5 separate regions of the Mus musculus genome follow, and regions 2, 3, 4 and 5 are each linked to region 1. Evidence: chromatin contacts called from public HiChIP or PLAC-seq and promoter capture Hi-C data. All regions are on one chromosome and are shown on one strand. Each heading gives the region's core, a stretch centred on a gene start, on an enhancer-like site or on the middle of the called end of the contact. The rest is flanking DNA. Distances are from core to core; before and after follow the strand shown.

Region 1 (6,105 bases), core at 2,456-4,955:
AAGAAAGAAAGAAAGAAAGAAAGAGAGAGAGAGAGAGAGAGAGAGAGAGAGAGAGAGAAAGGAAAGAAAGAAAGATGTGAAATAAAATCTTTAAAAAAAAAAAGGTGGATGGTGTCTGAAGAATTATATCCAAAGGTGTCCTCTGACTCAACACACACACACACACACACACACACACACTACTTTCCCTTTCTCCCCCCTCCATAGCACTGAGTTTTGTTTTGATACACTAAGCACAAAGTTATCAACATAGATCTAAAGAGACAATCAGGCTTAAAGACTCAAATGCCTCTACCAGGAGGTTCTATAATCAATATATGAATGAAAGACTACAGACCTTTGCTCTCCGGCCATCCCCTGCCATGCAGGAGCTTGCTAAAGAATGGTGAACAAGAAAGAACCAACATTTGGACCAAGCATATTACCTTCAAAGAATGTTTTAAGAAAGGAATGAAAAAAAGCACAAGAGAACAGTCCAAGAAACACTAGTGAGATGAATATTCCCAGGAGGAGGGTTGGCAGGACCACAACACATGGTCAACAATGGCAAATAGTTCACATAGTGAGAAGATGACACCTGGGAAAACTATCAAATTTAATTACATTAAAAAAAAATTCACTGACCCATTAGCAGAATTCTCTTTGTAACTCTTTCACAATGTTTTCACAGGCAGACACACCTTATTTTAAGTTGCAAAATAAGTTTTAGTATGGCTACACTGTGGAAAATTATACAACAATGAAAAAGGAAAGTATTTCTATAAGGAACACAGAAGAATGCACAGGAATTATTTTAATGAAATAATTCAGTAACAAAGAGTACAAACGCCACGATATTATTTCTATGAGTTTTAGCTAAAGAGTAATCTATGCTGTTGGGGTGGGAAAAGTGGTTAACTGCAGTAACGAAGGGTAATCAATAGGATAAAGTAAGAGAACTGGAAACGTCCTCTACCCTGGCCTGAATAATGGACATATGGTTATATTTGTCTGTAAAATTTCACACTAAATGAACCTTAGATTAATGCATTAAACTACAACAAATCTCAATTTAAAAAGCAAGCCAAAAAAAAGTTACTCATGACCTTGAAGGCAGTTTGGGGAAAGCACTAAGTATACAAGGCAAACCATAATATTAGGAATACACACACACACACACACACACACACACACACACACACACGAAACTGACATAAAATACAAATTCAAGAAGATTATTGGCACGCCTTTAATCCCAGCACTTGGGAGACAGAGACAGGTAGATTTCTAAGTTTGAAGTCAGCCTGGCCTACAGAGTGAGTTCCAGAACAGCCAGGGCTATACAGAGAAACCCTGTCTCGAAACTCGCACCGCCCCCCCCAAAATGTTGTTGGTTAAAGGCAACAAGATAAAGCATATTAGGAGAGAGGAAATTACACGTTTCAAGAAAATTATACTTTTTATTTAAGCTATAGGGCAAAGAACAATATAAGTAAGACTTTTAACAGACAAAGGGTGTGTGTACCAACGATGTAGCCTCAGAGAAAAGGATAGCCGGTTCTTCCTCTGTGACTGTTAAGGATGTGTGAATATAGAAATTATCTCTAAAAAAGAGGGGAGCTGGCTGGAGAAATGACTCAACAATTATGAATACTTGCTGCTTTGCAAAAGACCTGGGTTTAGTTCGCAGCAGCCACCAGCAGCTCACAACTGTCTGCAACTCTAGTTCCAAGAGATATGACTCCCTCTTCTGGTTTCCAAACTATATGAAGCACTAACATACATGCAGGCAAACACTCATAGCTGCAAAAAAGTGAAAATAAAAAGATCTTTTTTGAAAAGAGGGGAATCGGAGCTGGAGAGTTTCAGCCTCTGGCTGCTCTTCCAGAGGACCCAGGTTCAATTCCCCACCACCCATGTGAGAGCTCCAACTGTATATAGCTCATTACCAGGTAATCTGACACGCTCACACAGAGATACTTGAAGGAAAAACACCAGTGCACATAAAAACTAAAAGTAAATCATAAAAAAACTTAAAAAGAAAATAAGGGCGGGGCGGAATCAAACAGCCTTAAGCACTTTACTGAAGCATGCATTAAGGTCAACCGCACCAGGTAAACTAAGTCAGTAGAGGAAATATATTTCAAAAGTTTTGAACGGGTACTAGAGGGGGATTACACAGTCAGCAGTCTAGAAGCCATGACAAAGACCAAAAGAATCAAGTGGGGAGACAAAAAGCGGAAAATTTTAAAACCATAGGCTAACAGAGTGTAATTCAAAGCAATGATGCATAGGAACATTTACTTTATATGAGGAGCAAGATAGGAGACCTGGAACTTCAAAGCCTCAAAGATGGGGTCTCAACTGGGGTCTGAAGCAAAGCTGTACAAAAGCAATGCTGTCAGGGGAGTTCATTACTACAGAACATTCTTTCTAAAAATCCAACGAGATTACGTATCTTACAAAGTCCCTGTCAATATCGTTTCACTGAACTTCCTTCAGCTGTGAGTAGCAAGTTTATCCTAATATTGGCGACCTTTATTCCCTACTCATAAATACACCTACTATTGTCTACTAAATTACACATCCTGTACATTCGAGAATCCCATGAGTACTTTTACATTTTATCTCTTTTCCCATTAAGGGTAAACTAGAAAGCAGAGCCTTCATCTACAGATTCTCTGTCCACAGCACCGGCCTTGAGACTGGACACATTCAGGCACTTTTTATAGTGGTTTTAAAGTGGTAGATAGTTACTGAGGAGAACGTTAACGATTCTGAATACTTGCTTATAAAAGTATAATGGCCACCAAATGAGAATGCTTGCAAATGCCCCGTTTTTATAACTGTGGGGATAAACTCTAAGACCAGTCAACACTATCAAACTGGCATTTCTCCCTTAAAACTATTCACGCCTCTAGATAACTCCATTTAGTAAACCTACTCTTTGCTGCTCATTCACCCTGCCCACATTCCAGCACCCATTCTCTCCATCCAGAGCCCCAGGCTACCCCCCAAGACCATTTTATTCATTCCTCAGACCCGCCCTACCCCACGTCCAACTGCAACCCCAGGCCCCCACCTTCATTTCTCCACTCCCCTTTCCTCAGCCTCGTCAGACCTCCCACTCCTCCTAACCGACTCAGTAGTCCCCACCCTCACCACCGCAGCCCGATCCTCCCGCGAGGACCCCTCCCCCACGGCGCCCACCCTCGCTGGCGGACCCCAGCCCACCTTACCTGCTCCCTGCTGTCGTGCCCCAAAGGCCCGCTCCGCTCCTCCAGTAGCTGCCTCCCGGGCGGCGCTCGCCGGCGCGGGGGCAAAGACTGCGGCTGGGGCAACTCGGCCGTCCGCGGAGCCGCATCCTCCCGGCGGGCGGGTGGCGGCTGCGGCCGCTCGCGGCAGCGGCTCCGCTTCATCTCCGCGTCTGGGCCCCGCGGGCGTTAGCACCGCGACTGCGCCGGCCTGGCTCGGCCCCGGGCCGCAGCGCTGCCGCGGCAAACCCGGTCCGCGGCCAACATGGCCCGGCGGGCACTTGAAGCCACCCGCACCCGGCCCGCGGTTTCCCCGCGCTTCCTGTGGGCTGAGGCGCCGAGACCTTCCCGGCGCGCCTCACGGAGGCAGCATAGCCGCCGCCGCCGCGCCCTCCGCCGCCCGGCACACGCTCGGCCGGCCACCCGCCGCCGCCGCGGGCTCCGCCGCCAGCCGCCGGCCCGCCAGCCCGCCCGGCCCGCCCCTCGCGCGCGTGCACGGCAAGCCCGCCTGCCGCCCACAGAGCGCGGCCAGCCGTGCACGCGCTGGCGAACGGTCGCGAAGACCCGCCCGCGGCCGCGCCGCGCGCTCTGAAGCGGAAGGGGGCGGGGCTCCCGGCGCGCCCGCGTCGGCTGCAGGACGCCCTTTGATTCTTCCATTCATCCCTTTGGTACACACTGCCTGCCGGACTGAACGCTGTCCAGACTGGGAAAAGACTTCCAACGGGAGGGGGGACACCAACACTCTATTTACCAGCAGATGCTCACCTAGTTCTCCCCTACGCTTCAGAGACTAGTTAGCTCATCCTCATGTTAGAAATAAGGAGACTGAGATGTAGGGAAACGAGCCCAGTCACAGACATATCAATATGTCCCAATAAACCCTCCCATTAGTTGAGGGTTCCCATTCTTGTCGCTCTGTCTTGTTTACACTGCCTTTGACAGTTCCACACAGTGTGACAGTGTGTAAAGTCCTGTAAAAGAAGTGATGTATTCCTTAGGGGTGCGAGACTAAAAAGGCTTTGGAAGATCTGGGCTTCCCACTGACAATGAAGTCATCCTGTAGACACGGTCCAGCCTGCTGCGGCCTGGGCAGCCTGACCTGCCCCTTCCAATGACTCATCTGCTTTAACAACACGTGGCAGACAGCTCAGCCATGCCTGGCCTCCTTCTGGCTTCAGCTAGTCTGCCACAACGCTGTTTTTCCTCTTTTGACCTAACCAGAGTTCATTCCCAGAAGCTTTTCCTGCCTGTTTCATTCATGTATCTTTAGCCTCCTCCCTGAACCCTTTCTGAGCAGTAATAATGACTAATACGATGGAGCCTACTGATTTCAGACACTGCATTCAATTCACATACACATAATGAGGTCATTGCAGTGTTCATTGTACAGTGGAGGGAACGGGGTGAGTTATAGTGCAAAGAGAACTCAAACGAAGGCCTGTGAGGTACCAGAACACACACACATAAGCAGTGTGTGGGACAACCCATGAAGCTATCTTCTACGTTCCCTGTCCCAGGTCCTCCCCATGCATCCAGTTGACTCGGTAGAAACAGAAAGCCATCCTTGGTTCCTTCCTTCTTCTCATCTCTCATATCTAATAATGAACAAGGCCTGTTGGTCTGTAAACTCGATATCTTTCCAATCTGCCTTCTCCTTTCATCCCATTTGTACTAACTTACCCAGCTCCGCCTTCCCTCACCTGTTTAAGTGGGAAATTCTCCCAACTAGTTCCCCTGCATCAAGTCTTATTCTCTTAGGATCCATCTTCCCAAAGACTCTCATAAAAATCTCTGTAATACTGTCTTTGCTTAGACTAGTAAAATAAAGCTCAAGATGAAGTATACACTTTCTTCTTTTTCTTTGTTTTTTGTTTGTTTTTGTTTTTGTTTTTGGTGACAGGGTTTCTCTCTGTAGTCCTGGAACTCACTCTGTAGACCAGGCTGGCCTTGAACTCTGAAATCCACCTGCCTCTGCCTCCCAAGTGCTGGGATTAAAAGTGTGCACCACCACCGCCCAGTCAAGTGTACACTTTCTAAGGCAAGGCCACCATCCAAAATCCATTCTCTGCCTGCCTCTTTTTTTCTATTAGCCCATGCTGTTGCCACTATTGCCACTATTTATAGTTATCTCTGCTACATGATAGGGCCAGCACACTCTTGCTTACGAAGAACAGAAACACATGCTGAATCTGGAGTGGCCACATAGGAGAAGATTAAAATTCCTTTTTTCTGGGGGCTAGAATCTTTTTTTTTTTAAAGTGGTTTTTGTTTTGGGGCTTGGAATGTAGTTCAGTTGGTAGAGTGTTTGCTCAGCATACACACAGTCCTGAGTTTGATCCCAAAACTACATAAACAGAGTGTGTCAAGGGAATTCAAGAGAAACACTAGTCCTGCTCAAAACAAAATGAAACAAAAATAAATTACTATTTCACCCCTGCAAAGCAGTGTAACCCAGTATAGGTAGGAAACAAACAAACAAACAAACAGTATCCTGAGGTTGTTGCTGATGTTTCATAAGGCTGCTTCTCCAACATTGATCTCCATCAATCAAACTGATTAACTCTGTGGTCCTTTCTAAATAAATTCCTCTAGGTTTAGGCACACTCATTTCTACAAGGATTATCTACTGACTCGGCTTTGAGAACAGAATCACATCCTACTTCTTCATCTTTGACTATTAGGAATGGCTGTTGTGGGGCTGGAGAGATGGCTCAGCCGTTAAGAGCACTAACTGCTCTTCTAGAAGTCCTGAGTTCAATTCCCAGCAACCACATGGTGGCTCACAACCATCTGTAATGGGATCTGATGTCCTCTTCTGGTGTGTCTGGAGACAGCTACAGTGTACTCACATACAATAAATAAATAAATAAAT
Region 2 (6,105 bases), core at 1,160-3,659, 370 kb before region 1:
ACCTTTCCAGTGCTGGGATTTCAGGTATAGGCCACGACAGGCCTACCATTTAGATAAGTTCTAGGAATCCGAACTCAGGGCGTCACATTTACACAGCAAACAACCCCTGAGGAGTCCACCCAAGCCCTGCATATTCTTTATTTGCTTTGTCTTATCTCTGAATGCAAAGACAAGATTTTATGTTTAGTGGTCCATTTCTAGGATTTACATATAATGTTTGACACATAGCAGGAGCAGGATAAGATAATAAACCATTTTCCTAGTGAACCTACTACATGTAGAAGTAGAGGCCAGTAAGATAACTTAGCAAGAAAAGGCACTTATCACCAGACCTGAAGTACCCTCAGAATGCACATTGTAGAACTGACTCTTGCAAGTTGTTCTCTGAACCCCACATGGTCACTGTGGTACACACATGCCCACACATCACATGCCCATACAACACATGCCCACACATCACATGCCCACACATCACATGCCCATACAACACATGCCCACACATCAAATACATGGTTTGTTTTTTATTTTTTTGGAGACAGGGTTTCTCTGTGTAACCCTGGCTTTCTTGGAATTTACTTTGTAGACCAGGCCAGCCTTGAACTCAAACAGATCACCTGCCTCTGCCTCCTGAGTTCTGGAACTAAAGGGTGTGTGTTCCCACACCTAAAACATATGTATTTTTAAGTGAAGTAGAGAAAACTAAGTGGAATGTCCTCTTCCTCTCATACAGAAAACTGCCTCGAGCAGTTGGAAATGGGATTTCCACGAGGAGCCCAGCCAGCCCCACTGCTCTGCTCTGTCCTCAAGGCCTCAGGTTCTCTACAGCAGCTGTCACTGGACAGTGCCACCTTTGCCTCGCCTCAAGATTTTGGGCTTGTGTTGCAAACACTCAAAGGTAGGAATGGTGAAAGTGGGTAGGTAGGGACCTAACATTGTTCCCTGGGAAAATTAAGCCCCACCACCCATGGTGTGTGTCTCCTATCCAGAACACAACCTATCCCTGAAGAGGCTGAGCTTCCATGATATGAATCTTGCAGACTGTCAGAGTGAAGTGCTTTTTTTGCTAAAGAATCTGACCCTTCAAGGTAAGTTCCTAACCCAGAGCCTGCGCATTCCTGTGTCCTTACTGTAGCTTTGTCATGATCTCAGTCTGCAAACCACTGTTTTCCCAGGTCTCTATCTTCCTTGACTATAAAGGATATGGAACCTACATGACCTTCCTTCTAATATCCCAAGTTTTAGTACATCACCCAGTTTTGTTTTGTTTTAAGGGGCTGTCAGAAATGGTGGTAGCACCTTGGTGGTTTCAATTTAAAAAAAAAAAAAGATAGTGGGGAGAAATAAACATGCTACTGTGTGTGGGTGTGACTAGTCAGACACTCACTGTGACTAGTCTCCCCCCCTGCAAAAGCATCAGTGACTATATATAGAGAGCGGGAAGTGGATAAAAAATTTATCCTCAGAGATGTTCCTCAAACAGGCTCAATGTCCTATTTGAATTGAGTTCCAATATTGCTCGGATCTATATAGATTATCCTTTTCAGATCTGTATAAATGTTCACAGTACCTTGCTAGGCCAACCTAGGACAGGAGGACAGCACCACCCCTGCTTCAGTCATCTGAATATTCTACTTTCTCTTGACAGAGATTACCTTCTCCTTCTGCCGTCTGTTTGAGAAGCGCCCAGTCCAATTTCTTCCTGAGATGGTTGCTGCTATGAAGGGCAACTCTACACTGAAGGGCCTTCGACTACCAGGGAACCGCCTGGGTAGGGACCATACCCTGGAGAGGAGGAAGGGAGAAGGGAGGGAAAGAAGGAACTAGGAACTAGAAACTTTTGGGGTAAAGGTACTGACCAGGTTGTAATATAGGTATTTGAGTACTGGGTATTCAGAACTGCTAGGACTAGGGTTCTCCCAGGTTGGAGCTGGGATAGGATACCCTTGTTTCCTTGTTTGTGAGTAGAGTTAATGAGTGTTCCTCTCTCCCTCGCCAGGGAACGCTGGCCTATTAGCCCTAGCAGATGTTTTCTCAGAGGATTCTTCCTCTTCTCTCTGTCAGCTGGACATCAGGTATGCTAGGGGTTAGGAGACAAGGGATGGGGGAAGAAAAGGATATCAATGTAGACAAAAGCCTAGTTGCTTCCTGGATATCTAATTCATGGCATCCCTACCAGTTCCAACTGCATCAAGCCAGATGGGCTTTTGGAGTTTGCCAAACGACTGGAGCGCTGGGGCCGAGGAGCCTTTGGTCACCTACGCCTCTTCCAGAACTGGCTGGACCAGGATGCAGTCACAGCAAGAGAAGCAATCCGGCGACTCCGGGCTACCTGCCACGTGGTTAGCGACTCATGGGACTCAACCCAGGCCTTTGCAGATTATGTCAGCACCATGTGATGGGGCCCATACCTCACAGGCCCATCCTCAGTACCATCAGCTTGCAGGGACTGAGCCGTGGGCTGCCCAGAATCCCCAACCACTGATTCTGTCATCCTCTTTCTGCCACTTTGTCTATTTCTGTTTCCTTTTCATCTTCCCTTGCACTGAGGTCCTGGAGGCCTTGATGAGGCCCAGCAAAGGCATTCCCACCGCTGAGTTCAGAGGCTTTGGGCCACTTACTCAGTACTCTGGGAACCCCAGGCCAGGAGGTTACGGGTCTCTATCGTCACTGAGGAAAACACCCCCTACCCCTGCTCTGGGGTTTCCTGCTTCATTCCTCAAGCAGGCACCCAGGCTTTAGAGAAGTATAGGAATGCCTAACACCAGGCCTCTTCCCTCCTGGGCTTACCAATGTGTTCCCAGGCCTCAGTCCCTTTCATGCCTTTATTCCTTTCTTTTTCTTTTTTTTTTTTAAACCAAAAAAGTTTTTCTTATAAAATAAATTTTGGGCAAACATCATGCAGCCCTTCTTGATGATTTTCTCCCAGAGAATAAAACTGAGCAGAGCCTCATGAGGCAGAGAACCCCCTTTCCCTGTATCCTTTCCCAAACAACTACATCCAGACCAGCTGATTATCAGTGAAGACCGCGCTGCTCCTCATGAGAACGCTGGTGGAAGACGAAGGTGATGGCTGTAGATGAAGCATCCCAGGCAGCCTGGAGTACCTCATCCTGGAGCCCTCGTTTATCTGTGCTGTGGTTCCACTGAGCCAGGTCTGAAGTGCAGTCAGAACCATCAGGGGGTGGCCAGACCTGACGGTTGTTTACACAACGGCGGCAATGCAATCTGGGGTCAGAGGACAGAGTTGTGGTCACTACGGATTTCTGTGCTGGTCAGGTAGCAAAGAGATAATGACAAGGAACTCCACATACCTGTCATGTGTGTCACTGAGGCTTGCTTCATCCAGAGTAAACAGCTCTTTAAGCTCACCAAGAGAAAAGTGGCGCTCCACATCCTGCTCCTCGTCCACCACACAGCTGCTCAGAGCCTTCTTGTGGCTCTGCCGCTGAAAGATCTTCTCCTCAATTGTTCCTGCCTAGAAATGGGATGAAATGTAGAACTCAACCATTCCTGTAGATGCTGAGGGAGCAGGAAAACCTAGGGGCTGCAAACATCTTGAGAAAGAGCAATTATCTGCCTTAGCAGAGATCCATTTTCCTAGTTTTGGAGCCAAGAATTGTGCTGCTTTGTCTGTCCCGACCATTTTCAGCATCAGTGGAGAGTGTCAGCCTGGCTAAATGGGTTGAGTGTAAACAGGTTATCTGTATCAAAGTGCCCTCCACACCAAGCCCAACTCTCATTCAGTATCATCCGACAATTTTATGTCAGGTCATATACTAGTAATAGGATACAAGAAAGAATGAAGTATGATCGCTATCACAGAGGTCACAGAGCACTTCATTCAATATGCAGACTAACTATATAAATAGATTTGTACCATTGCAAAAACCTGTTAAGTAATACTCAGGGTCTCATGAAAGGAATGATCGAAGAGTTGAGGAGTTCAGAAAGCACTGAAAACAGATTCTCTCTGAGCTGACTCCAGAAAAAAAGGTGGACTAGAAGCCAAGAGCAACAAAGAGGGTCAGTTCTTCAGAAGGCTGAGGCAGGAAGAGTTCTTGGACAAGGTGGAAGATTCTAGAAACATTAAGGTTTTAAAGTAAACATGTAAGTATAAGAAAGCTAGAAAGGATGAAAGAGTAAGATGATCTCTACTAAAGCCTTGAAAACCAGCTGGAGAGATGGCTCAGCGGTTGAGAGCACTGACTGCTCTTCCAGAGACCCCGAGTTCAATGCCCAGCAACCACATGATGGCACACAACCATCTGTAATGGGATCTTATGCCCTCTTCTGGTGTGTGTCTGAATACAGCTACAGTGTACTCATACACATACTTACAGATAGCAGTCGGTAGATATAGCAGATCTTCTTTTGACCATCACGCCAGACTCGGGCCATAGCTTGTTCATCATTGGCTGGATTCCAGTCAGGATCAAACATGACCAGTCGGTTAGCACCAATGAGGTTAAGACCACAGCCCCCGGCTTTGCTGCTCAGCATGAAAACAAAATCAGGGCTCTGGGAAGAAAAGAAACAAGAAAGGAGAGCATAGGATGCACACACTTGGAAACTAAACTGGGATCCTTCTTAGCTCCACCAACACTTTTCTATACTCACACTGAGGACCACAGGTTGGTCTGCCTATCATTCAATTTCCCAACCCACAAAGTCAGTTCCTAAGCCAGATTCATCTTATCACACCCACCAGAACACAAAACAAAAATAAAGCAATGAAACACAACCACCACACAGCTGCTCTGTCAACACATCCTTCCTGCGCTTGCTGTACTTACCGATGGGCTATTGAAGCGCTCCACAACCTTGGCTCGCTTCTTAATGGACATCGTGCCATCCAGGCGAACATACAAGTACCTTGAGGGAGATCCAAATATCAAGACCCAAGAAGCATAAATTAATTGGAACTATGGCTACCAAGAAGACTAGATTAACCATGCTTGAGGCTGCTCACGCATAGTCCAAGGCTTCCCTAAGAGAAGGACAGAGAAGGGCAGGAATTCTGATCTGTGTAAAGACAGAGCTATTGCCATCACAGTCATGAGGTAAGAGAAAGTCCTCATATAGCCACACCTTGATAAACATCCAATAATCAGAAAAATCTAATCATTTTCCTAGAGTGTCAGTGAGGAAGACACATCCCTTTGCTAGCCAGCCTGGTTAGGTTCTTCCCTACCTTCGAACCCGGCACAGCTTTTCAAAGAGATCCAATGTCTGAGTATAATTAGACACCAGCACGACTTTGTCACTGCTACGGCTTCGAGTCACGGCCAGAATGTAATCAAGGACCAGCATCTTACCTGGGAAAAGTGGCTATTATCAGTCCTCACAATTGGTCATCCCAGTGGCCTGCGGTGGTTATACTTGATACCCTGCTTTCAGACAGGATAGCTTCAGCACAGAGGTAATTTCCTAGCCTTATCCTATATTCCCTCCTCCAAGGAGACTGACCATCTGCTAATTGGGTGGGCTCACCTGACAACTGTGGCTCTACAGCTTTAGAGTTATAACCAGGTGGGAAGATACCCAAAGTGCCCTCAAAGCCATCCTCCTCTGCCACACACTTGTCATAGATTAGAGCTGGATCTGAAAACCAAAAAAAGAAAAAAAAAAAAAAACAAACCACCAATCAACCAAACAAATCCATAGGAAAATGCTAGCACCTTTGATTGTCTGAAGCTTGTACTTCAGTGCTCACCCTCTGGCTATCTGGCGCTGACATAGGTCTCACAACTAGACTCACCTGGGGTACACCCTCCCAAGTTCCCACAGGGTGTAGCCAGTATCATCTGGAAGCCTCACCATCACTCACTACAATGTTCTCCCAACAACAAAAGGAACCATCTGTTACTTTTCTTTCTGCCTCTTGTTCAAGAGGATGGGTGCAGACAAGCACTCACATACACAGTCCAACACATCTCAAGCACTAAGGATGGGCTGGGCAGAAGACTATAAAATTGCCAAAGTAAAGGTGTCATTCAGAAGAGTCCACATGTGGCCTCCATGGGGTCTCTAGAGAAGTTCTGGTGAAGGTCAGCAGCCTATTCACAAGAACTTCCGCTCCCTGCTCACTCACACAGAAGATACCGG
Region 3 (6,105 bases), core at 2,567-5,066, 340 kb before region 1:
AAATAAAATACACAAACATCATAAAGAAGAAAGGAAGGCTGGGCAGTGGTGGCGCAGGCCTTTAATCCCATCACTCGGGAGGCAGAGGCAGGAGGATTTCTGAGTTTGAGGCCAGCCTGCTCTACAGAGTGAGTTCCAGGACAGCCAGGGCTACACAGAGAAACCCTGTCTCGGAAAAAAGAGAGAGAGAGAGAAAGAAAGAGAGACGGGGGGAGGATGTAGTATGTCACAGTGTGTCCCACAGTATATCCTTCTGTCTATACATCTTTACTTGTAAATAAGTCATTGGTCTGGTTTGAGATCTTTGGCCTCTGTGACACCATTAATATTAGATCCTCACAGGGATTCCTCCCAGTTATCCTGCTGCCTCGTGTCAGATCGTATAGTTTGGGACAGCAGGACCATTTGCATCCCAACCATTTGCAGATGATATAGATTTTGGGATGAGCCAATTCAGAGCCTTAGATCAGGGCCTGGGTGATAGCTGAGCTGGTCAGCCTGACACCTCTCACTTATCTGCACCACCGGCATAAACTGTCCAGCAGTGCTCTGGCCAGGCCACCTAGTGCATTCAGCAGCTGGAGGTAGGGTCAGCGCTCCAGTTCTCATGCCTCAGAGCTGGCTCACCCATCCCCACATCTCTTGAGCCAGCTCCACTGTGCTGCCCAGGCAAGGTTTGAGGTCGGCTCCCAAATGCTGCAGCCTGTGAGGAGCTAGGCCAGCTCTTCCCCTCTCACATTTTCAGGGTTGGTCCACCTGTGCCTTCACAATCAGGGCCAGCTCCCCTGTGTTGCCCAGGTGAAGTGCATGGCCCACTCTTCCAAGTGCTGCAGCCAATGACAGGCAGGGATACCTCTCCAGCTTTTCTCATGACCCCAGGGTCAGCTCTCAGTACTGAATCACCCCTTCACCCATGCCAGCTCATGCCAGAGGAGTGATGGGGCCAGCTCTCCCACTCATCCTAGGAGCTGGCTTACCTGAGCCTCCTCAACCAGAGCCAGCTGTACTGTGCTGTCTGTGGGAGGTAGAGCCTGCTCTCCTGAGTACTACAGCCATTGAGGGGCAGGGACAGCTCTCAGGTGGCCAGGGAACAGAGGGCCGCTCCCAGTTCCCAGGGCTGGCACATTTTTTGGTCATGCCCCCTAGTACTGATTCTTCTAGGGGTCCTGAGTTCAAATCCCAGCAACCACTTGGTGGCTCACAAACATCTGTAATGGGATCTGATGCCCTCTTCTGGTGTGTCTGAAGACAACTACAGTGTACCATATACAAAAAATATATAATTCTTTAAAAAAAAATGGTCCTGTCTCAAAACAACAACAAAGAAAAACCAACAAACTAAACAAACAAACCCATACTTTTAGGAGCAACCATCCAAACAAAGCTACAATCATGACTCACCCACCTGCAGAAAAGCTGCCCCACGTTCAACTCTGAGATGTTTGTAAATGGTGACAGGGAGCCATTGTTCCTGCCTCACAGATAAAAACTCCCTGCAAAGCAGCAATGCTAAAGAGCCCCACCCCAGGCCAAGCATGCTGGATTGGTCTGAAGGTAGAAGATGGCGGAAGCTCACAGTTTAAAACTACTGTTAACTATAGCATGAGTTTGAGGCTAGCCTAAGCTACATGAGAGAAGCTGTCTCAAAAGGCGGGGGAGAGGAGGATGCTGTGAACCAGCTAAGCAGAATGGATGCTTGCCTCAGAACCAGACAGCCTGAGCTAGGTACCCAAACCCAGTGCCATGACATATGCATACTCCCTACAAAATAAGTTTTAAAAAGAGTGAACACCAAGCCATCAGAGCACACTTGTAACAACTTGTCAAGCTATCTGAATTTCCTGAAACAGTTATCAGGCCCTTCTCTTCACAGGCCGATACTCATATACAGACACCAACAAGAAGTACCTTCTAAGGACAGAAAAAGTGGCACATGCCATTAATCCTTCCACTCATCAGGCAGAGGCAAGTGGATCTCTGTCTGGTCTACACAGTGAGTTCCAAGTCAGTCAGAGAGCTACATAACAGAATTCATGTCTCAAAATAGACCAAAAAAAAACACCCAGCCAGGCATGGTGGCAAATGAATCCCTGATCTTGGAAACCAGAGGCAGGTCTCTAAATTCTGAGGTTAGCCTGATCTCTATAGAGCAAGTTTCAGGGGCAGCCAGGGATATCAGAGAAACTCTAAAGCTCTCATATGCCAAAATCCTACTTTTTTTTTTTAAACGCAGATTTTCATGTATTCCAGGCTGGCCTGAATATACTATGTAGTTAGGGAAGCACACAGAATATATTAGTACACCACCACCCCCACTTTTGGCAGGCCTGGAACCCAACATTACCATTCCTTGGTTTTGATATTCTCCTCCCACCAAGAAAACTGAAACTGTATTAATTTCTAGTGAACCTACCTGGAGGATAACAATTTTTTTAAGATTTATTTATTTATTATATGTAAGTACACTGTAGCTGTCTTCAGACACTCCAGAAGAGGGCATCAGATCTCATTACAGATGGTTGTGAGCCACCATGTGGTTGCTGGGATTTGAACTCAGGACCTTTGTAAGAGCAGTCAGTGCTCTTAACCACTGAGTCATCTCTCCAGCCCCAAGGATAACAATTTTATTAATCTTCTCCAATGCTTAGTATACTGTAAATTTTCATTAAAATTTACTTACGCGGGGCAGTAGTGGCAAACACCTTCACTTTCAACACTGGGTAGCAGAGGCAAGGGAACCTCTGTGTGAGTTCAAGGCCAGCCTGGTCTACAAACAGAGTTCCAGAACAGCCAGGGCTACACAGAGAAACACTGTTTCAAAAAAAAAACCTTAAGTGCCAGGTGTGCCTGGCACATGCCTACGACCACACACTGCATTTGGGAGACAGACCATAGTCTACAGACCTGGTGAGAAGCTCATCTCAAAAAAAAAAAAAAAAAAAAAAAAAGCTTCAAAAATGTATGAAAGGTACTTTCTCAAGATGACTATGAACCTCATTTTCCTTATTCCCCTAAACACTCACTACTGTCCCAGGCTGCCAGTCTTCATCATCTGATGATCTGTCTTCTGGTTTCCTCCTAGCCAACTGGCTGGGAGCTAAGCTCCTCCTCTGCAAGGGAGAACAGAAAGTGAGTTCCTGCAGTGATCCTGCAGCCAGGCCCCTTAAGTCAGCTTAAGGTCACACTTACCATCCTGGCCCCAGAAGCATCAAATGTCAAGTGCCCATCAGCGAAGTTAAAAGCACTCAGCAACAGAGAATGCAGGACCAGGGGATGCTATAAAAGGAAGTTGCTATATCATTGAAAATATTGTCTTAAGAGTCGGTATGAGGGGAGGGGATGCAATCAGAGGATGAGGCTTGGGTCCAAACCAGGAATGTCGGTCCCCAAGTTCCTCAAGGTCAAAATATCCAAAGCCAAGTCCAAGCGGAGCTGGGTCTAAATCTAGGATGGGAAAGAAGACAGATTGAAGTTGCAGATGAGCAAAGTGGAGTTGGAATAACGTCCCTAGCTGGGCTGCTTCCCTGAGAGTAACACCTACGAAAAAGTACAGTCTTAAGTACGAAGGCGAGACGCCTGAATTCTTAGGAGAGGGATAGAATTTACCAGAGCTGGACCGACATCAAACCTCAGTGTGAGGAAGGCAAGCAGAGACCTAGGAACGCCTTGTGGGAAGTTAAACAGGAACCCAGGAAGGACCAGTTAAAAATCCAGGTTGGGAGGAGGAGAATCTTAGAAGCTGAAGAGAGGCAAAGAGCGACTCCGGTATCTTTCCCCTTATTCTTCCTCTTCCCAAAGCGCGCGTTAAGAGCCTCCAGGCAGTGTCAATCGAACCTCCCGCCACTCTGCCACCACAGTCCCCTATTGGCTGCGTTCAGTGAACTTGACGCTCGACGATCCGGCCTAAAGGAAGGGGCGGGCCTAGGGCTGAGGCTAATAAGGGTCTTGGATTTCCGCCCAGAGGCTCAACAGACCACTAGGAGCTGTGGCTTATCCTGGTGGCAGCAACAGGCAGGTGCCAGAATTCTTACTTGCCAACGGTCCCTCTTCCTGGCTCCTGCCTTTGGCCGAAGCAGCTGAACCAAATAGATGTTTTGCACCGAAGTACTGTGCGGAGGAGTTGCTACTGGAATAGATTTCAAAAGGCAGCACATTTTTGGGAATTTGATTCAGGCTCTTTATTGTGCCAGACCTGGAGCAGAAATCTGAGCTGGAAGCAGGCAAGGCCAGTGGCCAGTCAAAAGGTGAGCGGAGGTGTTGGTGCTGCACTGCCAATTGGTCTGAGATGTCTTGAAATAAGCTAGCTGTCTTTTCCTGGGGCATAGTCACCCATTCTCTAAAAATCCGTTTTTCCTTTAAGTGATATTATTATAGTACCTCTCCTAAGGGATTATTCACAGGGTCTAATTAAAGTGAACAAAGTAGCTGCGCCTGGTAGCGCAGGCCTTTAATTATAGTACTCACTAGGCATAGGCAAGCAGATCTCTGTGAGACTAGCCTGGTCTTCATAATGAGTTCCAGGACAGCGACAGCTCTGTAGAAAGACCCTCCAAGAACGGGAAAAAAAAAAAGTGTTCAAAGTATTTAACATAGCCCCCATGTATTACCTAAGTGCTCACTAATCAAAATAGCATGCCCATTACACTTAATCACTATCTACTTAAAAGGATCTCCTTAGCTATTATAAATCATTTACTATCCTCAGATAAGGTTTATTGTCCCCATTTTGTCGTGTGTGTGTGTGTGTGTGTGTGTGTGTGTGTGTGTGTGTGTGGTGTCTTGGGGGCACTAGGAATATAGCATAGTGGTAGAACTTCGTGAGGCGGTCACTGCTGAGGTTTGTTGTTATTTGAGACAAGGTCTTGCTGTGTAACCCGGTTATCTTTAAACTTATGACCCTCTGTCATCCCCAGCCCGCCTAGCAGAAATGAGGATATACTAAAGAGATACTTATGTCCTTTCCTTGGCTTTTGGGAACAATGAACCGAAGAAATTTTAATTTCCATAGGAATATCTTGCTGGGAGACAAGAAGGCTGTGAGCAACTTAATGAAAAACAAAATCACATACACAAAAAGAACAGTTAACTTCTTTGCCATGACTATGAGGTCAGCCTGGGCTGTATAGTCAAAATCTGTCTCAAAATGGGGGGTATAAGGGATGTGTGGATGTGGATAAAAGCATGTGTCACCTAAGCCTGAGGACATGAGTTCAGTGCCCACAGCCCACACCAAGGTGAAAGGAGAGAACTGATCCACAAACTTGACCTCTGACCTCCATATGTACAGCATGGCACATGCGCACCCTCATACAAACATCATGTACATACACGCTCTAATAACAGAGAAATATTCTTTAAAGGAAAGAAACTCTACCTAGCCCTAGAAAATATATAAGTATTTCCTTTTTTTTTTTTAATCTCAATTTCTTCTTTTTTTTTTTTTTCTTTTTTTTTTTTTTTTCTGAGACAGGGTTTCTCTGTATAGCCCTGGCTGTCCTGGAACTCACTCTGTAAACCAGGCTGGCCTCGAACTCAAAAATCCACCTACCTCTGCCTCCCAAGTGCTGGGATTAAAGTCGTGCACCACCACACCTGGCAAGTATTTCCTTTTTGAAGGTTTGTTTTGCTTCTTTTGAGACTGGGTCTGATGTATCCAGTGCTAACCTCCTGTTTCTACTTCCTAGTGCTAAAATTATAGCCCTATGCCACCAGGCTCAACCTCCAACCTCCCTAATTTTTAACCCTATATCTGTGGGCCTACCTCCCCCCCCCCCCGCCCCTGCCCCTCAGCCATTGTACACCAGTGGCCATCAGGATGCAGAGGATCAGGGGAGCAGGGTCTTGGTGCTGAAAGGCAGGGGTGAACCAACCCAGGAGACTGTTTCACAGGACAGCTCATTCATTGAAGTATTGGGACTAGCTTATGTAGTCAGAGGGGAGGGGAGGAAAAAGGACCAGGGAGGACAGGATGTGTTGCAGTGGGGGCTGGGGCCTTTCAAGTATATCAGCTAAATTAGCAGATTGATAATCATATGATTTCTGAAAAACCAGTTCTCTAGCAGGGAAACAGAAGCCTAACTGGCTTTATCACAAGTGGCATATGTA
Region 4 (6,105 bases), core at 1,022-3,521, 320 kb before region 1:
TGGCCTCCGGATTCCCTGTATGAGAAGCAAGCCCATGGGCGTTTGAAACTTTTCTCATTTCAATGACACAAAGTGTGCCTAAAGTATCTGGCACAAAGCATGTCTTCATGATGAATGTGGCCAGATGATCTGGGCTCCAATCCTGACTTGACTTTCCTGAGTGACCTTGGGCAACTGCTTAACCTCTTCTTACCTCATTCTTTCATCTGTGAAATACCATGTATCAAGCCAAGCATGGAGGAGACATCACATAGCAGCCGTGGTACAGCTGGATTGTAGAGCGCTCTCCTAGCGTGTGAGAGGGTTCAATCTCAGGACCTCCGAGAAGAATGGCTGGGGAGAGGTGGCTCAGCAGTCAAGAGCACTTGTTCTCACAGAGCACCCAGGTTAGGTTCCCAGCACCCACATAGTACCTTACAACCATCCATAACTCCAGTTCCAATTGATTGGATGCTCTTTCTGACATCCATGGGCAACAGGTATGCATGTGATACACACATACACACACCAGCAAAATACTCCTACACATAAAGTTTCTTAAAGTTCTTTAAAAAGAAAAACACCTTGTACCATCCTGGATGTTAACACATGGCTTATATTCTAAGTATAATTTAATTTCCAGCAGGGAATGGTAGCACATGCCCATAATTCCAGCACTCAAGAGCCTGAGATAAGAGGAATATGAGTTTGGGGCCAGCCTGAGCTACACAGTAAGCCCACATCTCAAAAATAAAACAAAACAAAACACCTTAGTTTTCAAAGGACAAACTAGGTAAACTCTCTCTATGCCTTGAGCAATTTGTACAAAGAGACAAACCAGACCTCTTTAAGAGGAGAATACAGCCACAGCCCTGCTCAGCAGAATCTGGCACTCAGATACAACCTTCAAAGCCAAATGCACACTTGGCATTCAGATCCTGCCCTCAGCGATCCTCTCTGACCACTCAGCTCCGAAGGTTCTCTTAGCCTCTCTTACCATAGAATGAAAGCCCTGGACCTGCCTTCAAGGTCCCATGTCCTTCCTTCCACCCTTCCAGATCTGCTTGCCACAGGTTGTGCACACAGTGGGGCCCCAGGAAGACTTGTTAAGCCAGTGTGGGCTTCTGGTTCAGAGCCAGTGAGTAGCTGGCAGTTCCTCAGTTCTCCAGAACTGGCTGCAAAGTGGTGGCAGGTGTAATTCATCTCTTTCACCGGAACCAGGGCCCCAGGAGAGACCGCTGGGACCCGGCTGCCCATTTGGCTCAGAAACCAGACCAACAGCTACCAGAGAAGGGGGTGGGGAGGTGTGGCTGTTTCCTCCCCCTTTCTGCAAGAAGGTACAGAGACCCTGAGACTCTGTCTGAGACTGAGCCCCAGGTGAAGGACCAACTCGTACTGTGGTGCTACTGTGCCTCTATTAAGGTCTTCGAACGTCTAATACCGTGATGGTGGGATGCTTAGGAAAAGGACAGGTTTTTAGTGTGCCCCACCAGTGCAGGCAGTTTCCAGCAGGTATTACCTCACCAAAGCTCTTTTTTTTTTTTTTTCTGAATCCTGACACGAACACCCTAGGGCCTTAAGAACAAAACCTCTTCCCCTGTTTGCCAGAGAAGGGGGCAGAAAACGGTTGCCTTATAGTGGAGTCTGAAGAAATTGGTGGCCCCGGATGCCGATGGGAAGAATTTGCGCTGTACTAAGTTTTTTTTGTGTGCTACTTAGCCCTCGCCTCTCTCCTTCCGATTATTGGGCAGGGAAAACTTCCAAGAGATGTGCCTCCTACTCTCAGTTCTCAGGACCTATCAACCCTTCATTCACCCTTGGGAGACAAATAATGAGACGTCACTTCACTCTGCTTTCAACCCAGGATGTATGGATTGATCTTGGAAGGACCCTCTTCTCCAGCCCAACTCCGGGAACCTGCCCCTGCCCCTACAAATATCCCGTTCCCCGTGGCCTGTAGCACCCACACTCACCAGCTCCATCCTCAGCGCCATGATCTTGTCCCCTAGGCCGTGGCCGGTGCTGGGCGCCCCCGGGAGCAGCACGTCCCCAGAGGTTCCCAGCTCGCACTCGCCTCGAAGCCCGCGGAGCAGTCCTTCAGGGATCTTCCTGCCCACCTTGCCCTCCACGTCTCGCAAGTCCGGCGTCTGGGACTCCGCGGTCCCCTCCATGTGGGCCCAAGCCAGAACAGGACTGGGCGACCAGGGTCCGGTTCCCAAGGGTCCTCCCTTCTCTGCTACGAACGCGGAGCGAAACCCGTGGATCCCCGCCCGCCCCGCGCGGGGGGTGGGGTGGGGGAACAGGAGGAGGGCGCCGTAACGCTCAGAAAAGCCGCGCAGTTGGGGGAGCGAGGTACCGAGTGGTATGCACACAACTTCTAGCCCTGGAGGCGTTCGACTAGGTGATCCTGGATTTGGAACTGAAGACCTCAAAGAAAGCTCAGTGCCTTCTCCCTGTGTTGGCACCAACTAGACACGCAGCAGGAAGCTAATAAATATTTTCTGGATGAAAAGTAGCCCCAATCGAGGTAACACGGCTGCAGAGGTTTTGGAAGGCTTTCTGCTCAGGAGCTGTGCCTGTTACAGGGGCTAGAATACAGCCACTCAGTTCACAGACACCTCCCAGCATCTAGAAATCAGCTGAAAGAGTAATAGAAGGGCAATCCCCCTGGCCAGTGAGAAACAACCATTATTAAAATTGAAGGAATCCACAAATCTTGATGTTCATCTTACATGGGCTAACAAAAGAGGTGCTTCCTAAGACTGACTGTAAATATGGGTACTCTGAAAACCCTGGCAAGTTAGAGCCTGAGGTCCTGCATTGGCTTTTGTTTTGTTTTACCAAGATAGGGTTTTTCTGTGTAGCCCTAGAACCCACTGTAGACCAGGCTGTCCTGGAACTAAGAGATCCTCCTGCCTCTACTGGGGTTAAAGGCAGGTGCCACCACAGTCTGGCTTTTCTTTTTTTACAGAGAGGGTCTCACTGTGTGGTCCATAGCCTAGAACTTGCTATGTAGAGTGGACCGGCTTTGAACTCACAGAAATCCACCTGCCACTGCCTTACCAGGAATTAAAATCTTTTTTAAAGATTAATTTTAAAGATAATTTTCTATCTTAATTACAAGTATTTTAAAAGTATGTTCATGTAGGGATATGTACACATGAGTACAGGTGTCTAGAGGCCACAGAAGGGCAACAGATCCCTAGAAGCTGGACTTAGAGTTGTGAACTATGTAACATGGGTGCTAGGACTGAACTCGGGTCCTCTCTAAGAGTCGTATGTGCTCTTACCTGCTGAGCCATCTCTAGCCCCAGCCCCAGCCCCAGCCCCAGCCCCAGACCTGAGAGTCTGCATTTTTTTTAAAGATTTATTTATTTATTATATGTGTGTATGCTGTAGCTGTCTTCAGACACTCCAGAAGAGGGAGGGCATCAGATTTTTGTTACGGATGGTTGTGAGCCACCATGTGGTTGCTGGGATTTGAACTCGGGACCTTTGGAAGAGCTGATGGTGCTCTTAACCGCTGAGCTATCTCATCAGCCTGAGTCTGCATTTCTAAGAAGCTATAGGGGGATAGCCATGCTACAGTTCTGAGAACCACACTAAGTGACACGGTTATGTTTCTAAGCTGTTTGGACTTAATTCTACAGGTAAAGAAGGGCCAAGAAAGAGCCGGGCATGGTGGCACGCCTTTAATCCCAGCACTTGGGAGGCAGAGGCAGGCGGATTTCTGAGTTTGAGGCCAGCCTGGTCTACAGAGTGAGTTCCAGGACAGCCAGGGCTATACAGAGAAACCCTGTCTTGAAAAAAAAACAACAACAAAACAACAACAACAACAAAAAAGGGCCAAGAAAAAAGATTGTTTTGTTCTGTTTGGGATTTTAATCCAAGTATTTCCAACCCACTGTTACAAAAAGATGTACAATGAAAAAAAAAAATCTCTTCCCTCTATTCTTTCAAAGCTCTGGGCCTACTTCCCAAAAACCACTTTCAGTTTGTTTTGTGGGTTTTTTTGTTTGTTAGTTTGTGTGTGTGTGTGTGTGTGTGTGTGTGTGTGTGTGTGTGTTTAGCTACTCATAATTCTAGATTTTTATTTATTTATTTACTACATGTGTATCTATGTATCTGTGTGTCTCTGTGGGGGATATATATGTAAGCACAAGTCCCCCCAGAGGTCGGAAGTGGGTTTCAGATCTCCTAGAATTGGAATTACTAGCAATTGTGAACCATCTGATATAGCTCTTGGGAACTGACCTCAGGTTCTATTTGAGCAATGTGAGCTCTTATCTGCTAAGCCATCTTTCCAATCCAACCATTCATAATTTTAAACAATTTTCTACCATTCCTTCTAAATTTAAATATTACATACTGACTTCCTAGAACTATATGGGTGATTTTTCTTTTGAGTCTGTTGATGGCCTCGACTTAAGAGGCCCATCTGCCTCCCTAGTGCTGGGATTACCTGTTTGTGCCACAGACTCAGGCTTAAATACATGCACTTTGTTTTCCTCCGAGACACAGTTTCATATAGCCCAGGTTGGCCTCAGTTGTGTAGCTGAGTATGGCCTAGAGCTTTTTTTTTTTTTAAAGATTTATTTATTATTATATATAAGTACACTGTAGCTGTCTTCAGACACACCAGAAGAGGGAGTCAGATCTTGTTACGGACGGTTGTGAGCCACCATGTGGTTGCTGGGATTTGAACTCTGGACCTTCAGAAGAGCAGTCGGGTGCTCTTACCCACTGAGCCATCTCACCAGCCCCCCCCCTTTTTTTTTAAAGATTTATTTATTATTATATCTAAGTACACTGTAGCTGTCTTCAGACACATCAGAAGAGAGCATCAGATCTCATTACAGGTGGTTGTGAGCCACCAGATGGTTGCTAGGATTTGAACTCAAGACCTTCAGAAGGGCAGTAAGTGCTCTTAACTTCTGAGCCATCTCACCAGCCCAGCCTAGCACTTCTGATCCTGCCTATTCCAAGTGTTGAGGTCACAAGTGTGCTCCATCATACCTTAGCTCTCCTTTTCATTACTTGACCCATGGTGTGTGGTGGTTTAAATGAGAATGGTCTCCATAGGCTCACATATTTGAATGCTTGGGTCTCAGTCAATGGAACTGTTTGGGAAGGACTAAGAGGTGTGGCCTTGTTGGAGGAAATGTGTCATTGGGGGTTGGCCTTGAGATTTCAAAATGCCCAAGCCATTCCGGGTTAGTTCTCTCTGCTTTGTGCTTGTGGATGGAGATGAGATTTGAGTTCTCAGCTAACAGTCCAGCACAATGCCTGCCTGCCCACCTAATGCCATCCCCAACCCCTGTGGTGGTCATGCATTCTAACCCTCTGAAACCCATGAACCTCAATTTTAAATACTTTTCCTTATAAGTTGCCTTGGTCCTGGTGTTTTGTCAGAGCAACTGAAAAGTAACTGTGGTTTTTATCCCATTAATTAATTTATTTATTCACTTTACATTCCAATCAAAGCCCCCCTGAGAAAGTTAGTAACTAAGTTTTTAGCCAGGGATTAGCAAAATATTTGCCTTTGTGAAAAATTGCCCTGGATTTTTGTTTTTTTGTTTTTTTCTTTTTTTGAGAGAGGGTTTCTCTGTGTAGATCTGGTTGTCCTGGAACTCACTCTGTAGACCATGCTAACTTCCAAGTAAGAGATCTGCCTGCCTCTGCCTCCCAAGTGCTAAGATTAAAGGTGTGTACTACCACCATCTAGCCTTACTCTGGACTTTCCTTTCTTTCTCTCTCTCTCTCTCTCTCTCTCTCTCTCTCTCTCTCTCTCTCTCTTTCTTTCTTCCTTCCTTTCTTTTGTTTTTTTGTTTGTTTGTTTTTGTTTTTGTTTCAAGACAGGGTTTCTCTTTATAACCCTGGCTATCCTGGAACTCACTCTGTTGACCAGGCTGGCCTCAAACTCAGAAATCCACCTGCCTCTGCCTCCCAAGTGCTGGGATACTCTGGACTTTTCAAGGAGCAAGGAAGAATGGAGAAGCAGAGGAAAAACTCTGAATCAAGGAGATTAACTCAAAACCAAAACCAAAAGTGCAACAGCAACAGCACAAAAGTGCAACAGCACGAAAGTGCAACAGCACGAAAGTGCAACAGCACGAAAGTGCAACA
Region 5 (6,105 bases), core at 2,317-4,816, 280 kb before region 1:
TGAGGCTTGGAATATATACAGCTCACGTGGTTCAACAGTTGACCCTCAGGACCACAAAAATAATAAAATAAATTGATGTAAAACAGATTTTTATGCGTTTGTTTGGTTTCTGAGACAAATTCTCACCATGTAGTCCAATCAGCTTGGAACTCACGGTGTAGACCAGGCTGGCCTTAGAGTCACTATTACGAAACAAAATGAGGTGAGGGGGTACCTAGGTACCTGGAGGGCCCATGCCAAGATGCCCCCTAAGAAATCACACTATGCAACAGAACTGGTATAAACGGGGTTTATTTGGGGGAAGGGATAGGCGTGAGGGGCTGGAGATGGGGTAGAGGCAGACAGGAGCAGAGCCATGAGGGCAGAGAAGGACAGAAAAGGGAGAGTCCAGCCAAGTACACATGGGAACAGAGAGAGAACTGGGGTAACGAGCAGCCTTATTATATGCTGCCCGCATCTGGAGAGGGCTGGTGATGGCGGCAGATGATGACATAAGCCTTTGCTAGGTCCCTGGGAGGATCCTAGCAGAATCACCTGTAAGCCAACACTCACAGACATCCATCCACTTTGCCTCTGCCTCTCTGCCTCTCTCTGCCTCTCTCTGCCTCTCTCTGCCTCTCTCTCTGCCTCTCTCTCTGCCTCTCTTTCTGCCTCTCTGCCTCTTTGCCTCTCTTTGCCTCCCTGCCTCTCTGCTTCTGCCTCTCAAGTGCTGGGTTAAAGGCATGGGTCGACACGTTGTTAATCTTGAGGGAGAAGTTGTATGGGGACCCTTGCAGAGCTCTGGGGCTGGTTACTAGTTAACAATAGACATATTTACTGGTGTTCTGGTGTTTACTGGTGTTATTACAAACTCAAGAACCCAGGAGGAGCAGTTTCAAAGACAGGAAGATGCTAAGTCCTAATGGGCATGGAAAACTGGGCAATGTCAGCTGAAGTTTCTCATATTCAGTTGCCTGTCTGTGGATTCAGCTCAATGTGTCTACTCTGACCTCTATTCACACTCTTATTTCATACTCTACCATTGCTTATCTGCCATTCTACATATTTAGACCTGCTGTGTGACCTTTGGCAAAGCATGCCACCTCTCTGAGCCTCAAACCACCTTAATTGAAGTCTATAATTGAGTCCTTAGGGCAACATTTTTTGTTGTTGTTGTTTTTGTTTTTGTGAGACAGGGTTTCTCTGTGTAGCTAGGGCAACATTTATAAAATGATTTCACTATGTAGCTTTGGCTGTCCTGGAACTCACTATGTAGACCAGGCTGACCTTGAACTCACAGAGATCTGTCTGCCTCTGCCTCCTGAGTGTTGGGATCAGAGGTGTGAGCCACTACATCTGGCTGCACTTAAAGTTATTCAGTCCTGGTTATATTTGGAGAAATTCTGCCTCAAATATCTCTGTACCTAGTTTCCAAAGAACCCATTAAATAGTTTCCTGAAAGAATGAAGGCAAATAGCAGACAGAAATAATGATTACAATTTGACATTCTTGCAATGATGTGTGTTTTCATAAATTTTATAAAATGTCCACAAGTAGCCGGGCAGTGGGGGCACATTCCTTTAATCCCAACACTTGGGAGGCAGAGGCAGGTGGATTTCTGAGTTCGAGGCCAGCCTGGTCTACAGAGTGAGTTCTAGGACAGCCAGAGCTGTACAGAGAAACCCTGTCTCAACAAACAAAAACAAAACAAGAAAGAAAGAAAGAAAGAAAGAAAGAAAGAAAGAAAGAAAGAAAGAAAGAAAGAAAGAAAGAAAAGAAAAGAAAGAAAGAAAAAGAAAAAGAGAAGAAGAAATGTCCACAACTGTCACAGCAGTGTCTAGTTTTGTTCTACAGACTGAACCCAGGACCTCTTGACTATGCTAAGTGTGCACTTTACAGGAAGATGCCCCTCCCCGCTCATGTCTTCATTGCTCTGTTAATAGATTAATGGGCTGAAGCCCAAGGAGGGTAAATAGCATGTCTAAGATTACCTGCCTAGGGTGTCACAGAACTGGAATGGCGAGTCAGATTCCTCTGAATCTGATGCTTCAGATTAGCGTCAATTCTGTGTGGCTTCGGGAGGTAATGCGAGCCCATGGATAGGAGTCTTAGGGAAAGGTGGTCCAAGTGGCCCGCTGGAAAGGTCGAAGAGCTTCGTCCCAGCAGGGTATGCGATGGGCACTGAGGTTGGGATGGAGGAATGAACTGTTTATTGGAGAGGGCTGGAGACTGGAGTAGTAATCAGGTGGCCCTGAGTTGGTCCTTTGGTGTTCATAAGACAGTGTGTACGTGTTGAAAAGAGGCTGTAAACAAGGCTTCCAGGCTTTTTGAGTGAGTCTGGTTCTCAGGGGCCTGGGGCAGTAGGGACTTTACCACTGGGATAGCATCCTGTTGTAGAGGCTGAGAGATGCAAGAAATCACTAGTTTTATAGGACTGGGGCTGGAGGCAGCCCTAAGAGGGTCGTCTCACCCAGGTCTGTCTAAGAGTGAGAGAGGAATCCAAGGCCTACAAAGGGAATATGATATGACAACAGCCTCACAACAGCCACTATCTCTTCCTATCACCTGCCAGGTACCCCACAGGAATGAATTCTGGTCTTGATTCTGGTCTTTTTTGTCTCCCTTGGAGACAATGTCTCACTATGTAGTCTCAGCTGGCCTGGAACTTGCTAGGTTGGTCTTGAATGCAAATCCCCCTACCTCACTCTCCCAAATGTTAGGATTACAGGTGTGTGCCACCAAGCCCAGAGCAGAGGCGCCTTTTAAGATGAGCTTAAAGGACTGGCAAGAGTTTAGCTGATGCAGCATGAGAAAGACTTCTAAGAAACAGCATGAGTCGAGTGGAATTCTCAGACAGGCCTGAAGTGAGACAAGGCTGATGCCTTCTATGCTCTGTGAGCACAGCAGGAGCCACTAAGTTGCGTCCCCCACCCCCACCCCCAGGGCTCTAGAGGTAGTTGCTAGGAGGACCTGAGAAGACCCAACTGTTTAGTGCTCAGTTTTCTTTTCTTTCTTTCCTTCCTTTCTTTTCTTTTTTTTGTTTTTGGGAAACAGGGTTTCTCTGTGTAGTCCTAGTTGTCTTAAACTCACTCTGTAGACCAGGCTGGCTTGAAATTCAGAATTTTGCCTGCCTCTACCTTCCAAGTGCTCTACTACTCACTAGAAGGAAGATTCTTTTTTTTTTTTTTTTTTTTTTTTTTTGTGGTTTTTCGAGGCAGGGTTTCTCTGTGTAGCCCTGGCTGTCCTGGAACTCACTTTGTAGACCAGGCTGGCCTGGACTCAGAAGTCCGCCTGCCTCTAGAAGGAAGATTCTTAATTGTGGGTGTGGGGTGTGCTGGACTAGCTCGCGCCTTCTCTCTCTCTCTCTCTCTCTCTCTCTCTCTCTCATCTCATCACCTCTCTCCTTCCCCAATCCCAGGGTGCATGTCTCACTGCCTTTCGGCAGCCTAGACAGTTCTGGGGCTAGGGTGGGATGGACGCCCGCACCCTCAACTCAGCTTTGGAGCTTTGTGAGATCCTTGAGCCCTTCCCTTGCTGCAGTGATGCAAATCCGTTCCGGATTTAGTAAAGGCATTCTTCCCGTGAAGGAGGCGCACAGGCGCCAGCGCCTGGCTGGAAGTGCGTCTCCCTGCCAGCCCTGACCTAAGGGCGTTGGGACCTGAGATAGGAATTCCCTTCTGGTTAGGAATCAGGCTTTTGAGAGTAGAAGATGGAAATTCCTTGGCGGGATAATTAATGTAGGGCACTGGGCTGAGAGAAGAAAACCGATGCCTAGCAAACCCTTTAAAGGACTCAGAGCCCAATAGGAGTGACAATGAGCAGGCGGGACACTGGTCTAGAGGTCTGTGGCAGGTTTGTGGTAGGGAAAACTTGAAGGTTAGTGAGCAAAGTTGGTGGAATCTTCAGATCACAAGTTTGGTTAATTTGACCCATCCCTGTCCTGGGGACTTCCTCACCTCTCACAGGGGATCTGCTAGGAGCAGGAAGGGCTGCATGGAGCTCCAGTCTCAGGAACCAGAGCTGCCAGAACTGTGTGGCAGCCTGTGGTGAAGAGTGCTTATATTATATGTACAAGCATGGAAACATGCGCTGACTACAGCATGCCAGAGCAAGCTTTGTAGCCAACGACACATCAGGTGAGCAGTGGTGCTCACTCTACTTACAGCTACTCTGGACTCAGGAGCTGGATGGATTATTTGAACCCAGGAGTTTAAGGGCCAGCCTGGGTAACCTAGTGAAACTTCTTTGCAAGCAAACAAGACACAAGAAAAGAAAAACATGGCTGGAGAGACGGCTAAGAAGTTAAGAGCACTGGCTGTTCTTACAGGGAGTCAGGTTCAATTTCCAGCACCCACACGGCAGCTCACAACCGTCTGGAATTCCAGTTCCAGGGGATCCAATGCCCTCTTCTGTCCTTCAATGTCTGGTGGACAGACATACACAGAAAAGAAAACATTTAAAACAATACAGTTCTTTTCATTAGCAAACATATAAACCAACTTGGCTTTTAGGTCTGCTCTAGCCATTTACTGTTTAGCCTTGGACATTCCTTCAACTTTGACAAATCTTGTTTTTCTTATCATAAAGTTGTAACAGGAATAGGTAGAGACAAGGTATGTTGTGAGGGAGAAGGGAGTTTAAGAACAGTATTTAGGCCGGACGTGGTGGCGCACATTAATCCCAGCACTTGGGAGGCAGAGGCAGGCGGATTTCTCAGTTCGAGGCCAGCCTGGTCTACAGAGTGAGTTCCAGGACAGCCAGGGCTACAGAGAAACCCTGTCTCGAGAAACCAAAAAGAAAAAGAACAGTATTTAGAGCCATTCTTCCAAGGTGGTATGAGAACCCTTAGCCTTTTGGGGGGCTGGTAGAGTCAAAACCCTGGCAGGGTAGAAATCCCAGCTAAGTCTGAACATATGATTAGATGCTGGTCTGGGAAACTCTGGGGAGGAGAAGAAGAATGTTAGTGACAGGGAACCGCGTGGTCGAGAAAGAGGACACAGCGACACATGAGGTATGACGCAGAAACAGTAAGATGGAGTCTTGACATTACCAAGACTAGTTTCATTCTGACAGCCTCTGAGGGCTTTTCAGTAAAAGTAGGAGTTGGGTTCCCAGAGACTGTGTAAAGGCAGGGAGAGCTATAATGGAGGATGGTGTGGCAGTGTCACAGGGAAGGGGACTGGCAGAAAGAATGACAGTGGTGGCCTCTGGATGAAAAGAAGTGGATAGCTCTGATTGAGATCGGAGCGGCAGCTCTTAGTGATGGGTTGAATGGAAGACATGAGTAAGAAGACACGTTAGTCAGCTTTCTGTTGCTATGACAAAATACCCAGGGCTTTAAAGTTTTCAGTGCATGGGGCTTGGTCCTGCCGCTTTGTATTTATGGTCACTCAATGTATCCTAGAAGACCTAAAGGCAGCCAGAAGTAAGTGTGAGAATGGAACTGGGGACTGAGGTCCTAATACCTCCTTTAAGAGCATGCCTTCAGTGACTTTCCTTCATTCCCAGTAGTGCCAGAGGCTGGAGACCAAGCCTTCCACACATGGACCTTTGGGGGACCTTGAAGACCCCAAACTCTAGTGGGAAGCATGAGAACGTTGTGCTTATTTCCAGCTTGGGTCTTTAGTGATGCTATTTTCAGAGGTAAGAAGAAGAAAGAGTAACATATTGGTTGAGAAGCTGAATTGAGTTTTGAACATGTCAGTGGCCGTACCAGTAGACAAGTCCTTAATAATCAGGATCTTTCAATCTTGCCTGGCAATTACTATATCCATATATAGGATGGAGTATGATTACCTATGGCTGATTGACTGTTCCCTGGCTTGGGCTGTTCTGAGTCTGAAAAGAGGATGCTGTCTGTGGTGAGGATGATGTCACCACGGGGCAGGACCAGATAGGTGTGTCTCCCCATATGGTGTTTTAGTGCCAGGCTGTATCTTTGGCTGTGGTCATATTATGTTAGTTCAGGGGTTGGGTTGTCGAGAGAGGGTGATGATACTCTGTGCCACCTCATAGCTGAGAAAAACTGAGGCTCAGACTTAAGTACAGAGCTGAGATATGGATAAAGCGTGTGTAACATACTTTCACAATAGTAACTGACATTTTCTCTAAAACGACAGGGAAAGT

What was found. Promoter capture Hi-C pulls out the DNA fragments that hold promoters and counts their contacts. HiChIP or PLAC-seq counts read pairs in DNA pulled down with a chosen protein or histone mark.
Region 2: an HNF4G HiChIP or PLAC-seq map of pancreatic cancer cells shows a contact between it and region 1. The contact joins the enhancer-like site here to the promoter of Mast2 in region 1. A contact is called at or near these places in 5 of 39 promoter capture datasets (the C10 cell line, cranial neural crest, embryonic stem cells and 1 more), 1 of 115 datasets of contacts at active chromatin or transcription factors (pancreatic cancer cells) and 1 of 9 other capture datasets (liver).
Region 3: a promoter capture Hi-C map of embryonic stem cells shows a contact between it and region 1, with 4 times the contacts expected there. The contact joins the promoter of Rad54l here to the promoter of Mast2 in region 1. A contact is called at or near these places in 13 of 39 promoter capture datasets (the C10 cell line, the HPC-7 cell line, cranial neural crest and 7 more), 1 of 15 datasets of contacts at CTCF or cohesin (the NIH/3T3 cell line), 2 of 484 Hi-C or Micro-C datasets (embryonic stem cells and forebrain), 9 of 115 datasets of contacts at active chromatin or transcription factors (the 230-238 cell line, bone marrow-derived macrophages, embryonic forebrain and 4 more) and 3 of 9 other capture datasets (adipose tissue, liver and macrophages).
Region 4: an H3K4me3 HiChIP or PLAC-seq map of neural tube shows a contact between it and region 1, with 4 times the contacts expected there. The contact joins the promoter of Lurap1 here to the promoter of Mast2 in region 1. A contact is called at or near these places in 11 of 39 promoter capture datasets (the C10 cell line, the HPC-7 cell line, cranial neural crest and 5 more), 1 of 15 datasets of contacts at CTCF or cohesin (the NIH/3T3 cell line), 5 of 484 Hi-C or Micro-C datasets (the Ba/F3 cell line, CD8 T cells, Sertoli cells and 2 more), 19 of 115 datasets of contacts at active chromatin or transcription factors (the NIH/3T3 cell line, astrocytes, bone marrow-derived macrophages and 12 more) and 4 of 9 other capture datasets (adipose tissue, liver, macrophages and 1 more).
Region 5: a contact with region 1 is called in a promoter capture Hi-C map of embryonic stem cells. The contact joins the enhancer-like site here to the promoter of Mast2 in region 1. A contact is called at or near these places in 10 of 39 promoter capture datasets (the C10 cell line, the HPC-7 cell line, cranial neural crest and 7 more), 3 of 484 Hi-C or Micro-C datasets (the AtT-20 cell line, cerebral cortex and embryonic stem cells), 6 of 115 datasets of contacts at active chromatin or transcription factors (astrocytes, bone marrow-derived macrophages, embryonic forebrain and 2 more) and 3 of 9 other capture datasets (adipose tissue, embryonic stem cells and macrophages).

What each region holds. Positions count from the first base shown.
Region 1 is chr4:116,460,518-116,466,622 of GRCm38.p6, forward strand. Mast2 (microtubule associated serine/threonine kinase 2) reads right to left here and starts at 3,706. Exons shown (of 30, transcript NM_001369061.1): 1 at 3,219-3,706. The coding sequence starts at 3,398.
Region 2 is chr4:116,094,147-116,100,251 of GRCm38.p6, forward strand. It overlaps Lrrc41 (leucine rich repeat containing 41), which reads left to right. Exons shown (of 10, transcript NM_153521.2): 6 at 731-895; 7 at 987-1,085; 8 at 1,646-1,768; 9 at 1,997-2,072; 10 at 2,177-2,963. The coding sequence ends at 2,396. It overlaps Rad54l (RAD54 like (S. cerevisiae)), which reads right to left. Exons shown (of 18, transcript NM_009015.3): 13 at 5,491-5,601; 14 at 5,192-5,315; 15 at 4,794-4,872; 16 at 4,339-4,518; 17 at 3,312-3,475; 18 at 2,809-3,225. The coding sequence ends at 3,015. Among named protein-coding and RNA genes, the nearest start is that of Gm52704, 8.8 kb to the left of the region's middle. Within about 2 kb of position 2,410, at least 21 of the 459 cell types and tissues checked have an H3K27ac peak or open chromatin away from gene starts, as enhancers often do. A contact at or near this core is called in pancreatic cancer cells, where this site is marked.
Region 3 is chr4:116,119,873-116,125,977 of GRCm38.p6, forward strand. It overlaps Rad54l (RAD54 like (S. cerevisiae)), which reads right to left and starts at 3,817. Exons shown (of 18, transcript NM_009015.3): 1 at 3,190-3,817; 2 at 3,024-3,110. The coding sequence starts at 3,192. It overlaps 2510003B16Rik (RIKEN cDNA 2510003B16 gene), which reads left to right and starts at 3,968. Exons shown (of 3, transcript NR_131048.1): 1 at 3,968-4,244.
Region 4 is chr4:116,142,345-116,148,449 of GRCm38.p6, forward strand. It overlaps Lurap1 (leucine rich adaptor protein 1), which reads right to left and starts at 2,272. Exons shown (of 2, transcript NM_026547.1): 1 at 1,953-2,272. The coding sequence starts at 2,150.
Region 5 is chr4:116,179,400-116,185,504 of GRCm38.p6, forward strand. No RefSeq gene overlaps it. Among named protein-coding and RNA genes, the nearest start is that of 1700042G07Rik, 9.1 kb to the left of the region's middle. Within about 2 kb of position 3,567, at least 70 of the 459 cell types and tissues checked have an H3K27ac peak or open chromatin away from gene starts, as enhancers often do. A contact at or near this core is called in adipose tissue, astrocytes, cerebral cortex and 1 more, where this site is marked.